Linked DNA regions of Mus musculus: region 1 is linked to region 2. The links are chromatin contacts, called in public HiChIP or PLAC-seq maps. All regions are on one chromosome and are shown on one strand. The core of a region is the stretch at or near the end of the contact, and the rest is flanking DNA. Distances in the headings are between cores, read along the strand shown.

Region 1 (7,391 bases), core at 500-2,999, 69 kb after region 2:
GGAGGTTAAGTTGATGTTAGGTATCTCCCCAAACACTTGCACTTGATTTTGGAGACACCCCCAGCACTGGGAGGGTTTTTACACAGGTAGCACTAGCCTTGTCAAGAGTACACATTCAGGGTTATAACCTGAAATCACCAGTAATGAGGGTTTTTTTTTTTTCACATATGGCTGGGAAGACTCGAGGACAGGTGTAAGTATTCTGCTCTCACCAAATAGATAAGGAGCCATGAATCACAGGGGCAGTGCCTTAGTGGAGCTTGCAGCAAAACATGAAGTGGCTCAGCACCCGGATGTTCCTGGCTTCCACTAACCAAACAACAGCTCAAAGCAGCTTGTACTTGACCAGTTCCTACTTAATCAACAGACTCCCGGGCAGCCTAACAGCAAGTGACTGCAGCAATGAGCCCGGGACTGGTGGGAAGGGGGCCGGGCAGAGCCGGGCAGAAACAAGGCTGGAAGCAAAGCAGCGGCTGGTGCTAAGGGGCTAGGTGCACTAAGGTGTAAAGCACTAAGACTCCGAGAGCCAGTAGAGAAATACAAAAATAATCAGTGGTGAGTGGCAATGATGATAAAACACACCAATTCTGCACCATGCTCTGTCTGCATTCAGAATGGGCACCCAGATAGATCCGAACTTATTTCCTATCTCTATAAAGGGAAGAGGGGCTCTCCTCACACTCAGGCCACAGCCATGGTCTCAGTTTTAATTGCCCTGAGGACCCCTCTACCCATCTTCTCTTCCCTGAGCGGATATGTAGGTCACCAACCAGCAAGTGGATCAAATCTCCTAGGTAGAGACCTTCGACCTTGGGAACGTTTAGAGCAGATACAGGTGCTGCAAGATGGAGCGGACATTGAAGAACGCCACCGATGCTAAGGAAAGAGCCCCTGCCCACATGCAGTTCTCATGTGCATTTTGTGCAGTCAGCAATTCTGTTTTCTCCACAGCCTTCAAAATGTCAGCTTCTCATGTCAAGCAGTATGAGTACGTCAGGCGAAGCGGAGGCTTTCTTATGGTTTCAGGCTGGTAGTATTTCAGAACCACATGATTGCAGGGCTGAGCTCAGCAGGGCTGTACTGGAGAGCAGATTGCATATCCCTCATGCTGCCCACATTTCAGAGACTGATAAAATATTGTCCCTGGGGATTATAAGAGGAAGAAAAAAAAATGACAGCACATCCCCCTCTAAGGAACAAGCCCGTGGGTGATCGTACTAAATGCCAGGGAACCCACTGGAGCACCAAAATGGTCAGATGGAATTGGAAGAAAGCCTAAGAGGCCATTCATTCTCTACGTCCAGTGAGACTCTGAGTCCTAAAACACACTGTGCACATACGCACACAAACACACACATACCTGAAGTCTCCTCGGCTTCTCAATCACAACGCAAACCCCAAGTCCCTTAGTGGGTTTCAGGGGCCTCCATTAACTGGCCACCAAGCAAGTAATTGCCAGGTGAGAAAAATCAACTTGGGCCCCAGAAGGCCAAGTGCAGTGTACACTCGGGAAACAGGCAAAGGAGACAGATTAGTATGGGAGAAATCAGATACTCACTCCTCCCTGTCCACCAATAATCCATACCAAAAGGGGTTCGGGTACAACAAGGGCAAATGCAGCTGAGATGTGGAAAGCGCGCATCTAACAAAAGCACAAAGGGTTCGTTAAAAAGCCGTCTCCCTCCCTCCCCCCAGCCACCAAATGCTCTGCAAGAAAAGCCACAGCCCAGCCCGTGCTTGCTCGCTCGCTCGCTCGGCACATCTGGTTTCAGTTACCTGTGCCCAAACTGCAGCTCTCAGAGAAACAGAGCTCGAGCTGACTCCATGGTTTAAGATCTGTCAGAACAGCTTATATGGAGATGGAGGGACAGAGTGTGGAAGCCTTGAGCAACAATATTTCTGGTCATCACGTGACCCCTCACAGATGACATTTTGGAGTCAGATGGCACTGCTAAACTTGGTCACTGGAAAAGTAAAAGCCACCTAGGGAGACCATGATCACTTCATAGATAAACCCAGTTACCCACTCGGGTCAACCACTAGTCAGCATGAACATCTCACAAATTCATGCCACTTCACGAGATGGCCACATGCTTTCCCTGCCACGGTGCACCATAGCCCCTCAGACCACACTCAAACATGTTAAAAGTCAGAAACCCTCCCATGCCAGACTCCAAATCCTACTCTTGCCAGATAGACCAAAAAGCTGTCACACCTGACACGGCTCCCAGACTTTCCTCTGTCTATTCACTGTTCCTAAAACAGTTGCACATAGAAATGTGGTATCTTTTTAAAGTTACTTTAGTGCCAAGTGTGGTGGTGCACACTCACAATCACAATGAAAGCAGAGATCATGACTTCAAGATGACTGTGAGCTGCACAGCACACCCAGATCAAACTGAACCCACAAGACAATAATCTACCTAGTAATCTCAGTGACTTCGTTACATTAATTAATTACGCTCTGTAAAAAGCTACCCTTTGCCGGGTGTGGTGGCGCACGCCTTTAATCCCAGAACTGCACTCGAGAGGCAGAGGCAGGCGGATTTCTGATGTTGGAGCCCACAGCTGACTCTGGCTGTGTCCAACAAAATGTGACAAATCATTGACCTGAGCGCTTTTTCTTTAGCCACAACTCATTCATTGCCCCATCCTTTTAATATTTGGGTTTCTGGTTCAACAGAAGCCATGAAAATACTTCATAGTATGGTAATATTATACAATTGCATATTGTCTATTTTATTCTAAACACTGGTGAATAATGGTCAGTAAATAATTTCCTAACTCCTAGATCATGAAATTTATTCTAAATAGGAATATCTTACTTTTTATGCTCTATGAGTACTTAACCCAATATTTAAGATATGCATTGATATGTTGTTAATAATCATTACAAACATAATACTAAAATTTATCACAATCATTTTACATGCATCACAACATGAATAAGAGCAGGTACTTGGAGGATTTGAAGGAAGGAAAAGGAAGAGGAACATGATGCAATTATAATCTAATTTTTAAAATTATTTTACAAAAATGCATCCCATCCAGTATTGTGGTCCATGCTTCTAATCCCAACACCCAGGAAGCTAGCTCAGGAAGATGACAGGTTCCAGGCCAGTCCAGGCTGTCCCATGCACATACACACAAAAGCACTACATTTGAAAAAAATTCAAGGGGAAAAAGAAACACTATAAAATTTGGACTACTGACAGGCACAACTACTGACAGGCACATCAAACCACAATAGTGTTTAGATTCCACTCCACTCCATACAATTTAAACAACGATACGTTTTCACTTTTAAAATCAATATTTACATTGTGTCAAAAATTACATCCTTTGTATCTTTCCAACTTTATGATGAAAATCTTTAGAGGTCCAACTAAAAAGACTTTCAGGGGATACACAGTTTATAAAACTCTGGCAGAGGCTGGGGATGGAGGTGAAAATGCTCCACTGAGATGTTCTTGGCTTGCCTCCTCAGTCTACCCAGGACAGCCTCTTTAGAGACCAACTGAGCTAAAAGCTTGAAACTCAGAGCCCCCACTGACCATGATTTCCTGTGTAAGTCTTTTAAAAGCGGCCTCTGAGAAAGCCTGTCTGAAATCCTCAGAAGATCTGAGGAGGTGACTCAGTCCAAAGCATGCTTGCTGGGCAAGCATGAGACCGAAGACAGATCCATCCCTTACACGTACTTAAAAGGTGTAAGAGCACACCTGCAGCCTCAGTGCTGGGTGGGGCAGGGAGACAGAAGGAGCTCCAGGGCTTACTGGCAGGCCACTAGGCTAGCCAAGCAATACTCTTCAAGATTTAATGGGAAACCCTGTCTTTAAAAATAAGGTCAAGCTACATGTGGTGGGCACGGGTTTTTAAAACCAGCACATGGGGGTCAGAGGTAAGACTTCTGTGATTCAATGCCAGCCTGATTTACATAGTACGCTCCAGGCCAGCCATAGCGTCACAGAAAAGAGACTGCCTCAGGAAAAATACGAATAATAAAGACGTTTGCTGCACAAATCTGGCAACCTGAGCCAGGTTCCTGGAGCCCCCTCCCCCCCAAGTAAAAATGGAAGGAGAAAACGAACTCCACAAAGTTATCCTCTGCCCTCTACACGTGCACTGTAACATGTGTGCCCACACACAGGCATCTTGCACACAAACTGCACATAAGTAAGTGAATAAGTAAATAAGGTGGAGACACCACAATTGAGAAAGACCTCAACCTCTGATGTCTGTGCATATACACACACCATCACACATCTACACATATATGAACCGTTTCAAACATAGACACAGATAAAATAAAAATCCTCAGAAAACAGAGAGTGATGAACAGAATAACATTTCCTGGAGCTGGAGAAATGGTAACATTCTCCCCCCCCCTTCCCCTCCCCCTCTGGCTGGTAAGATTCTTTTCACACTACTTCCTTGACCAGTGACTGCTGGAGTGAGGGGAAGCATTTTCAGAACTGTTAATATCATGACACACTAAGGGTGCAGCTACAGGTTCCCTACATACTTAACAAATTACCAATAAAGATTTCCCTCCCCAGGCCAATGAGGTGGATGAGGAAGTAAGAGCGCTTGCCACCAAGCCTGCCAAATCTGACTTCAACCACTGGGACCCACATAGTGGAGAGAAAAAAACCAACCATCCTGACACCCACCCACCCACACAGGCAGGCTCACATACACACACAATGACACACAAACAACGACTAAAATAAATGTTTTTTAATTCCATACTCCCCCTGCAGAATGGCAGTTCTACTGACCCTTTTACAAAGGTTACTTATCTAACAAAAGTTTAATCAAGTATATAACCTTCCCGTGAGAGAGCCCACCCCAAGCTCCAAATACAGCTCTAACCAAGAAAGCAAGCATGCTGTCTAAGCATTTGGACAATAAGGGCCTGAGAAAGCCAGTGTTTTAGAGTTCCACTGTCCTTTGACTATCATCCTCTGCACCCAAAGAGGAACATAAGGCAAGAGCTCTGGCCCTGCATCCAATGGGCTCCCTCAAGGCCAGCCAAGAAGCACCTGAGATATTCTAATCTGGATAATGCAGATGATACTCCATTAGACCTAAATGGTAATTACCCAGGAGTCCGCCTTGAGCTTTCTTTCTCAGAGTGTTTAATGTTTCAGGCTGTATCCTAAGTATAGCTGTCAAAATGACACGTGGTGTCATTAAGTGGTGTTTAAGAACAGGACAGGCACCTCAGATCCAGCCAAGAGTCCTCCCTCCACCAAGACTCTGCAAGCTCAGCAACAAGCACACACCTCAGTTGTCCCTATGACAAGTAGGGACTGGCGTACTCACTTCCTGTCCCTCCAGTGCCTCAACACTTGAGATGATCTTCAGGAAGTGTCAGGACTCCCCAGGGGTCTTTTCTCAAGTGACATAACCCATCAATTCACTTATCAATCTTCTCATAAACAAATATCATTGGCCTTTAATACTCATGAATAAAGAGAAGCTGAACAATGCCAGATGACCTCTCCCCCACAAACCAACTCAGAGTACACAACTTCTGCCCAGACCAACTGCAACTCCAAGTCCAGAAGTGTCACCAGAGGCAAGCGACTCAAAGCACAGGAAGGAATGTGGGCCATGTTCTCCTTATAATTATGATGAAATAAATGCACACTGGACAGGGACTCACAAAGGCACACACACACACACACACACACACACCCGAATACATAACTCACACAGAAATGTCCACTGCAAGGACATTCTAAAATAGTGAGAACTATAAACAAATTGACAGCACAAATATATTTTTATTTTTAATAGCTGACTTGCACTCAAAAGATCTGCTTAAAGTTAGCTTTCTATAAAATTAAAGTCATTTCCAGATCTAGAGTCTACTCAAACTAAAAACAGTATTTAAAAAAAAAAAAAAGAGGAAGTAGAAAATAATAAGATTCTGTTTTTCTCCCAAACATAGGAGTACCTCTGCATCTGGGATCTTTGAGTGCATTAAAGTACATATTAGGTTTTTCTGGGTCCACATCAAGAGTCTAAACATGCAGTTTAAAAGGCAAGTGGTTTGGAGTATAAACGCATGGCCCTTCTCTACCAAGTTCCAAAAGTGCATCTGTAAAAGGTAACGAAGAGTCTACTTTCTCCTGGAGAGAGCGAACAGCAACAGTTCCCATCACAATCTAGCTAAACCTGCATCAAAGTGCAGCCCAGGTAACGGCATAACACCTGCCTTCTGCATAGTGGTCCTGAACCTGCTCTGAGGTGGCACACAGGCCCCCAGAGCTCTCTTTGCAAGGGCTATGTACCAATCTTTTCACCCTTGCTGGCCCTACAGTCTCTGTTGCGACTCCTCAGCTCCACTGTGTCACTTCACAGTGCCACCAACAGTGCAAGCAAACAGACCAGGGAAGGTATGCTCCAACACAGTCTAATTATGGACACGAAAATGTAAATTTTATTAAAAATTCTGAGTGTTGTAAAATACAATTTTTTATCCTTTTCAACTATTTTATAACATAATGATTATTCTTAGCTCATAGGCATTTAAATGCAGGTAGTTGGCTGGATTCGGCCAGTAAGCAAAAGTCTACTAACCCTGAGTTGTAGATGGCTAAAGCCCATGTAAACCAAGAATTGCATTTCTCCCCACTCCCTCCTAAAGAAGTTTTTATTCTGTCTAATCACTTCACTGGTGGCTGAAGAATTTTGAGAATCTTTTATTCTTAAAAAAAAAAAAAAATCCAAATCCACTGACTGCTCTGTGTGAGAGCGGCTGGTGCTCAGAGGGGAATCTTTTAAGTCAAAGTCATCAGAGACCAAGTGGCCTTGGTCACATCTGGATTCTGGTCACTGCTGCAAAGAAGACAGCCATTGCAGGAAACAGTAACCCATCCCCTCCTGCCCTACCCTGCTCCTGCGGTAGGCTAGTACTTCATGGCGCAAGCTGTTTCCTCCTCCTCTGTACCCCTGAGACTAATGTCCTAGGTCTGGTCTCTAACTATTCTGAGAGTGGGCACAAAGCCAGTCTTAAAGATACAGCAGCCTGGAAAGGAATCTGCCAAGCCGCAGCTAATATGTGCTGCATGTTACCCCTAGCTTCTACAGCACGAGGCTATAGCAAAATAGGCTCCTCTTCACTATGCAACATCGGCTGACATTACCTGGCACCCACACATGGAAGGGCTCAGGCAGGCACCACTGAGGTTTGCTACAGAATAGTACCTATCACACATGTATCTTAGTGCTTAGCAGCACCTGGCAGAGTCATTTGCTGAGACAGGGGCCATCACTAGCTCCACAGGTGCTTTGGGAGCACAGCTAAGGCAGTGGGAACTCCAGGCTTCCTATCACGTGGCCTTGGGACTGCAAATCCATGGCCTTTATTGTCTAGACAGGGA
Region 2 (7,352 bases), core at 2,099-4,598:
TGGGATGCCCAGATATGTGATGTCCAGATATGGGATGTCCAGATATGGGATGTCCAGATATGGGATGTCCAGATATGGGATGTCCAGATATGGGCTCTGTTGAGTGCTTCCCGACTGTAGATCATCTTACCTGGGGAGCTCCCCCCATCATAAGATGATGATGATCATGAAAATCAAAGCTGTCTCCCTAAGTACTGTAAGACCCAGACGGAATACACTCAGTCCTTATGAGCATAATTCGTAATTATGGAGTGAGGCAGTCAGCGTTTGAAAACGGCTCTCAGCTGGGTGTGGTGGCTCACACTGGGAACCCGGTACTTGGGTTATGCAGGGAGGTGGGAGGAGAAGATCATGAGTTTCAGATCAGTGTGGAAAGCAGCAAGTACCCATCTCTTAATTAATAATTAATTAATTAGGAAAGGCTGGACTCAGTAAAAGGATAACTTCATCATCAGAACCCACATTTGTAAAAGAAAGAAAGAAAAAAAAAGCAAGTCCTGATGAGTCACCATTGTCACCCCAGTGCTTAGGCCAGAGCTTAGCCTGCCTCATCTACTCAGAGAGCTCCAAGACCCTGTTTCTGGAAAAAAAAAAAAAAAAAAAAGAGGGGGAGAGACAGTGCTTGAGGAATGGTACCAACATCATCCTTTAGTCTATGCCCTCGTACACACATAAACACATACACACATACACACACATAGGCACATACACCCACATGTGCACACACATACACACTTATACACACATGCACATACACATATACATATGCGCAAACATACACACATATGCACACACACAGACACACATATAAATGTGAACCCACACACATGAACCACACAGGAAGGAAGGAAAGAAGGGAGGGAGGGAATGTGGAGAGAAAGAGTTTCTATGGCACATGTTACAAAGTCAGTGTTTATAATATTTCCAGGTATTTACCAGAAAGAAAAAGAAAATACATAAAATCCCAAGTTATAGTAAGAAGTCCTCTACTTAAGTAGAATGAAAAATGAAGCATGTTTAATCAGAAACTGGGTAAATTATCACCTAACCTCTTCAAAATGGAAACAACACAGAGGCAGCGGCTCGGCAGTGGGTTCTGAGGACCAAGTCCCAAGCTGGGGGACAGTCACATGCTTTGCTGCTCCTCTGCTCTCCTGATGCTCCTCCACTCTGCTCTGCTCTCTAAGGACACTCATCTTCCCCAGAGGACAGACAGCCCAAGATAACATGAAGTCCAGATACGTCAACTCTCCTACTAGCTACTGAAGAACATGAAAGGAGAAGCTGGGCAAAAAGAAATGTTGAAACCACAGATCAGTTAAACTGAACCCTGAGGCAAGACTGATTTTCCTGACCGATGATTGCTCTTTTACCACAGTAGGGAGACTGCTGCTGTAAAGCCAGTTGACTGGGAGTCTCCCAAGCAGAGTCTCCTCATCTCTAAGATGAGCTAATAGTAGCCATTTTACAAGACACACTCGACAACTGCATACAAGGCCAGAGGCCTAGTGTTCCCGCCATGAAGTCAAGGGTCCTTTCTGATTTGGAGGTAAAAAGCTCAAATGTTTTTACAGTGAGTTTCCTTGTGACCATCCTACAAACTGGATGAATAGATTTCCTCTAAGACTGTAGAGTAAGAGCTAGTGAGATGGCTGAGTGGGTAAAAAGGCTTGCCAGGCAAGCCAGAAGACCTGAATTTGAGTTTAATCCCTGGAATCCGTGACTGAAGGACTCCCAAAGCTGTTCTCTGATTTCCATGCACATATATACATACACACACACAATGATAAGAATTTTATTGTACACATTTATATGTAATGTTATATATTATGTTATTAATATACTCTACATTTCATATAATATATAATGTTATTATGATATACTATTATTATTATTATTAAGTAAAATAATACAACTGTAGGACAACCATCAGATTAGGGCCCTAATCCATGCAACAGCAGCTCTGAGGCAGAAGGGCTGCCCCTGCTAGGAGAGAGCAGAAATCCAACAGCCTGAATTCATCTCAGCTGCACTGGAAAAACCTCAAGAATATCACACAGCTCTTCTGTATGAACTCTAACTCAAAAAGCCACATAATAGAAACTTACTAACAAAATACACCACCTCTCTTTGACCAAGCTGTGTCATAGTGCACAGATGATTATGAGCAAAGAATATTACATACATGCATGAAAATGGTGGGCCCATTCTTTTATAGATTTAACATATGCTGACTTTGAAATGTGCTGTGTATTTATTTATCCCTGCTTGATAGAACTGGGAACTGATCTTACTGCTGAAGGTTAGCAAACAAACGTGTAGTTAGGCCGCCTTTGGTGATCTCTTGGTTACAGAGGAAATGACCTCCCTGTTTGGACCTCTGAAGAGTCAAACAGTTTATCTGCGAGTGAGAACTGAATCGAAAGATTTATGATCTCCTAATGCTGCCCAGTCAGAGGCTTCTCTCACAGGCCACGCAAATGAGGCATGAATGACGTAATAGCTATGATAGCCTAAGACCAATCCAGCCTCAGTTTCTACATACTCCCATCTTGTTTTACTTTTATTTTTGCTTGGGGGTGTTAATTTGTTTTTTGAGACAAGACCTTGCTACATATAACTCAGGCTGGTCTAGAACTTACTATGTAACCCAGGTTGGCCTACTGCTCTCAATAGAACTCTTACATACTATGATTATGGGTGTGAGCCACTGTGCCCAAATACTAAATACCTAGTAGCCTACAAAGCATTACCAAATGGAGGATACAGTCTCTATGATGCATGGATAGTCACACTACACAGTAGTACAGATTTTATTTCTTTTTTGTGGGGGTAGTGTGAGACAAGGTTTATTTGTGTAGCCTTGGCTATCCTAGAACTAGTTCTGTAGACCAGGCTAGCCTCAAACTCACAGAGATCTGCCTGCCCCTGCCCCTGCCCCTGCCTCCCGAATGCTGGGATTAAAGGCATGTATCCACTACCACCAAACCTGATATGACTACTCTTTAAAAGCTAACACTGAAACACAATGTCAGAAAACAAAATAGAGGAAGGGAGACTTTTGAGGATATGTGTCACCAAAAAGCTGGAGAGCAGGCTGTAAGGTGAGGTCTGTGACGGGTGGGCTAAGAATAGAGCTCTCAAAGGAATTGGGTGGAAGAGTAAGTGGCTGGCCGGGAGAAGCACTGAGCCAGCAAAAGGAGTTCTAACCTAATCTTCGGACAAACAGGAACTCAGGTCTTGAGCAAGAGAAAGGCATGGAGCTTTCGCAAGCGTGTGCTCTGGCCACAACTTGTGTGCTGGAGGAGGAGACCCTGGAGCTGGAGACCCAGTGGGAAGACGATTGTCACAATTTAAGCTACCGCAGGAAGGCGTTTTCTGGTCTGCCTTGTGACAGGTTCGCCAAGAATGACCTACAGGGATGCGGTGGAAACTACGGACACTCTTTTCAACTCTTTAATGCCTGCTCTGTTCCTGGATGCAAGTTTGGCTCAGTATCTTGGCTACTTTCCTTCTCTCTTTATAGATAGCCCAGAGTTCCTGCCCCAAGACGTGAATGTTTCCAGGTGAAATCGAGGTTACTTCCTTTAGCTCTGGAACACTCCCATCCCATCCCACCCCACACACAGAACCTCTGCATGTGTAAGCTCTGTTTTGTCAGGCTTGACACTTGAGCACTGAATCGAAATCATAACATTTCAAAAATAGGCCATATCCATAAAGAGAAACGGAAAACAAAACACGGCAGACACGCTTTGCCAGGCTCCATATTTCCATCAGGATCTGCTGCCAACAACACAGATCTTTTTTTTTTAAAACTCTGTCTAGTTTCAAATGGCTGGAGATCTAATCTAAACCCTAGCTAAGTTAATTAAATAGTGTTGGGGAGAGAACTTTTAAAGAGAACCGGGACAAGGGAGATGGCTCCACAGATAAAGGCCCTTGCCAAGAAGCCTGATGCTCTGAGTTCCGCCCCTGGAGCCCACTTGACGGAAGGGGAGAACTGCCCTGAGTTAGCCATCCTCTGACCTTCGTGTATACACCACGGCGCACTTGTGCATATGGGTGCATACACACAAATAAATGTAATGTTTAACAACCTATTTGAGTAAGAACACAGTGGAACCAAGAGAACACTGTGGACAGAATATGTAAATCAGAATATTCTTAGTGAAACAAACAGAACATATAAATCATTCTTTAAGTTCCTGTTTTACCAATTTGTCTAGAGGCTTTATTTCCTAGCTGTTTTGCTTACATTCTTTCTACAACTGTACCTTACAGCATATCAAATCACATTTCAAATATGGTGGGTTTCTTTTTTTTTTTTTTTTGGTTTTTCGAGACAGGGTTTCTCTGTATATCCCTGGCTGTCCTGGAACTCACTTTGTAGACCAGGCTGGCCTCGAACTCAGAAATCCAGCTGCCTCTGCCTCTGCCTCACAAGTGCTGGGAGTAAAGGCATGCGCCACCACCGCCCAGCTCAAATATGGTGGTTTAATGATGTTAATCAATACAAGCCATTTTGGAGATCTTTGTGGTGGGGAAAACCTTAACGATGGCTTTTTTTCAACACTCAGCAAAATGTCTTTGTTCAGAGACATAAAGCAGTTTTCAATTGTAGGGTATAAAATGTGACTTTTGTTAATAGCTAATACACCTCTCCCTTATCATAAGGGATAATATGTTTTAAATTCCTCCTTTATAAAAAATGTATGCCAAAAAATGACCTATTATCATGGCATGCTTTTCTCATGGTGGCCACTTAAGCAGTTATAATTGCAGCAGCCTCAGAAGTCAGAAGATGAATAAGGCAATTTAAGTTGCATTAAATACAAGATCACCATGTAGATACAAAAGCCATTCCTTAGGACCTAATGAATCTTGCTGACTGGGGAAGGAGTGGACTACCATTGAACAACATAGACTCACTTAGTCAAACTAAGTCACTCATGATTCTGGAAAACTCCAAACTGAGCTTGTCTGAAATCTATTATAGTCTGAGTTCTTCGAAAGTAGCAGCAAGCCAATGTTTACACAAGCATCCCTTTCCACAGCTTACATGAGCTCCTCCTGAGCCCTGTCCTCCTTGTCTGTGGATTCCTCTTTGATCTCCATTAGCATTTTGTAGAAGGAAGATATGACAGTTCAGCTCTCACTATGTCTCTACAAATGGAGGACTAGGGACTGTGCAAACTGCTGTCAGTTGCCTTGGTGTGCTGACACTCAAATCAAGCCTGAATCACCTCTGCCTGCAATGACTAGAAGATGCCCTGCTACCCACAACGCCAGGAACATCACTAAGAGCCTGAATCTAAGACTACAGTCTTCTGGGAAGCATCTTTGGCTTCTCCAAACAAAATCATAGCAAGGGCCTTCATTGACAGATGTCTAAGGGAAATGATAAGACAGCAGGAAGAGAGAGGAGCCTGTGGGGCTGGAAAGCAGTTGGTATGGGAAATGGGAACTCTTACAGAAGCAGATAGGCCTATCTGACTTCCTTTCAAAGACAGTGGCCCCGTTCATATTTACTTTATTTCTCTAACTACAATCCACCCAGGTACTGATAAGGGATGTTTTCAAAACATGACTCAAGTGCATTCTGACAACCACACTCAGTCCTGGTCCACAGTGATTTACTAAGCATATGAAACTTGCCATCCTTCCCTTGAGAGCTCTAACACGTAACAGGAAGCACACAGCATATGTAACATGAATGAGAGAGAAACTGTGTCTGGCCCTCTGGAAGATGCAGCCTTTGAATTAAGGACTGGAGGTTGGTGAGGGTTTAAAAAGATGGGGTGTCAGTGGAAAGAGAGCAAGCACCTTCACGCTTTGAAGGGTGTGAGTAGAAGGAACAGTTTTCTCCATGGTGAACATGGGTGAATGGATGGAGGGAAAGAAGTCAGTGGGGTAAGATCACAGAAGCTGAGGATAAAGCTGCCTATTACATTTGGACTCTCTTCTGTAGAATTGGCAAGCTGTAATCTGTTTTTGCAGGGGGAGGGTGACTTGAGAGTTGAGTTTGGGGGGCTGGAGAGGCACCTCAGTGAGAACTGCAGATCTTATAGAGGACCCACATTTGATTCTCAGCTCCTTCATCACACAGTTCACAGTTGTCTATACCTCCAGCTCCAAGGGAACCAACACCCTTCTCTGGCATCCATGGACACTGTATGAACATTGTGCACATACATGTAAGCAGGTGCATGCACATAAAAACAAAGTGTTTCATGAAAAAGAAAAGAAGAAAAAAAAGAAAAAGAAAAAGAAGAACTGTAGAGCCAGGCATGGTGTAGCACATACCTATAATCTCAGCACTTGGAAAGTAAAGGCAAAGGATTGGGAGTTCAAAGTTATCCTCAGCTAATAGATAAGTTAAAGTCCAGCCTGAGCTACACGAGACCCTGTCTTAGATATAGCTGTCTCCTGAGAGGCTCTGCCAGTGCCTGAAAAATACAGAAGTGGATGCTCACAGCCATCCATTGGATGGAGCACAGGGTCCCCAATGAAGGAGCTAGAGAAAGAACCCAAGGAGCTGAAGGGGTTTGCAGCCCCCTAGGAGGAACAACAATATGAACTAACCAGTACCCCCAGAGCACCAACCAAAGAAAACACACGGTGGGACTCATGGCCCTAGCTACACATGTAGCAGAGGATGGCCTAGTCAGTCATCAATGGGAGGAGGGGCCCTTGGTCCTGTGAACGTTCTATGCCCCAGTATAGGAGACTGTCAGGGCCAGGAAGCAAGAGTGGGTGTGTTGGGGAGCAGGGGGAGGAGGGCAAGGGATAGGGAGTTTTCAGAGGGGAAACTAGGAAAGGGAATAACATTTGAAATGTAAATAAAGAAAATACCTAATAAAAATTAATAGAATGCTTATTAATTTAAAAAAAAGAGTTGTTTTTTTTTCCAAATAATAAGCCTCGTAGTAGATTGTGTAAAAGCTAAGAGAAATGTGACACAAGGGAGAAGATGACAGTACCAGTTTAGGAGAGAGCTCTCAGGGATGGGTATTCCTCAACTATGCAAGGAAACAGGGTCTCTGTGACCAGTCTGCAATCTAAAGGGTACATGTGCTCTCCACACCTTTAGATTGGTCTGAGCAGCCCACTCCATTGGAGCTGCCTAAAGACTCTCACTGACTGGGCAGAGTGCAGGGCTCTCTGCAGCAGCCAGCCCAGGCACCAGCAGGAGGTTGCTGGAGGAGTGTAGTAGAGCTGTGATCCTCTTTGCTGGGGAAAGCCAGTTGCTAGCTGTGCGATGCTCCCTTGACAGAGACCGGAAGTTGCAGGGCCTCTGAAGGTAGCACATCCCACATCTGCAGGACCTGTTACTCATCCGCAGCACGACC

Evidence for each region. HiChIP or PLAC-seq counts read pairs in DNA pulled down with a chosen protein or histone mark.
Region 1: a contact with region 2 is called in an H3K4me3 HiChIP or PLAC-seq map of the SCID.adh cell line, with 29 read pairs. The contact joins two enhancer-like sites. A contact is called at or near these places in 17 of 39 promoter capture datasets (the 3T3-L1 cell line, 3T3-L1-derived adipocytes, the C10 cell line and 12 more), 2 of 15 datasets of contacts at CTCF or cohesin (CD8 T cells and pro-B cells), 47 of 484 Hi-C or Micro-C datasets (the 3T3-L1 cell line, the 63-12 cell line, the AML12 cell line and 36 more) and 21 of 115 datasets of contacts at active chromatin or transcription factors (the 230-238 cell line, CD4 single positive thymocytes, CD8 T cells and 16 more).

Annotation. Positions count from the first base shown.
Region 1 is chr1:54,905,527-54,912,917 of GRCm38.p6, forward strand. The region is part of intron 1 of Ankrd44 (ankyrin repeat domain 44); the gene reads right to left. Among named protein-coding and RNA genes, the nearest start is that of Ankrd44, 17 kb to the right of the region's middle. Within about 2 kb of position 1,750, at least 75 of the 459 cell types and tissues checked have an H3K27ac peak or open chromatin away from gene starts, as enhancers often do. A contact at or near this core is called in the 63-12 cell line, CD8 T cells, the SCID.adh cell line and 1 more, where this site is marked.
Region 2 is chr1:54,834,678-54,842,029 of GRCm38.p6, forward strand. All of the region lies in intron 1 of Ankrd44 (ankyrin repeat domain 44), which reads right to left. Among named protein-coding and RNA genes, the nearest start is that of Ankrd44, 88 kb to the right of the region's middle. Within about 2 kb of position 3,349, at least 22 of the 459 cell types and tissues checked have an H3K27ac peak or open chromatin away from gene starts, as enhancers often do. A contact at or near this core is called in the 63-12 cell line, CD8 T cells, the SCID.adh cell line and 1 more, where this site is marked.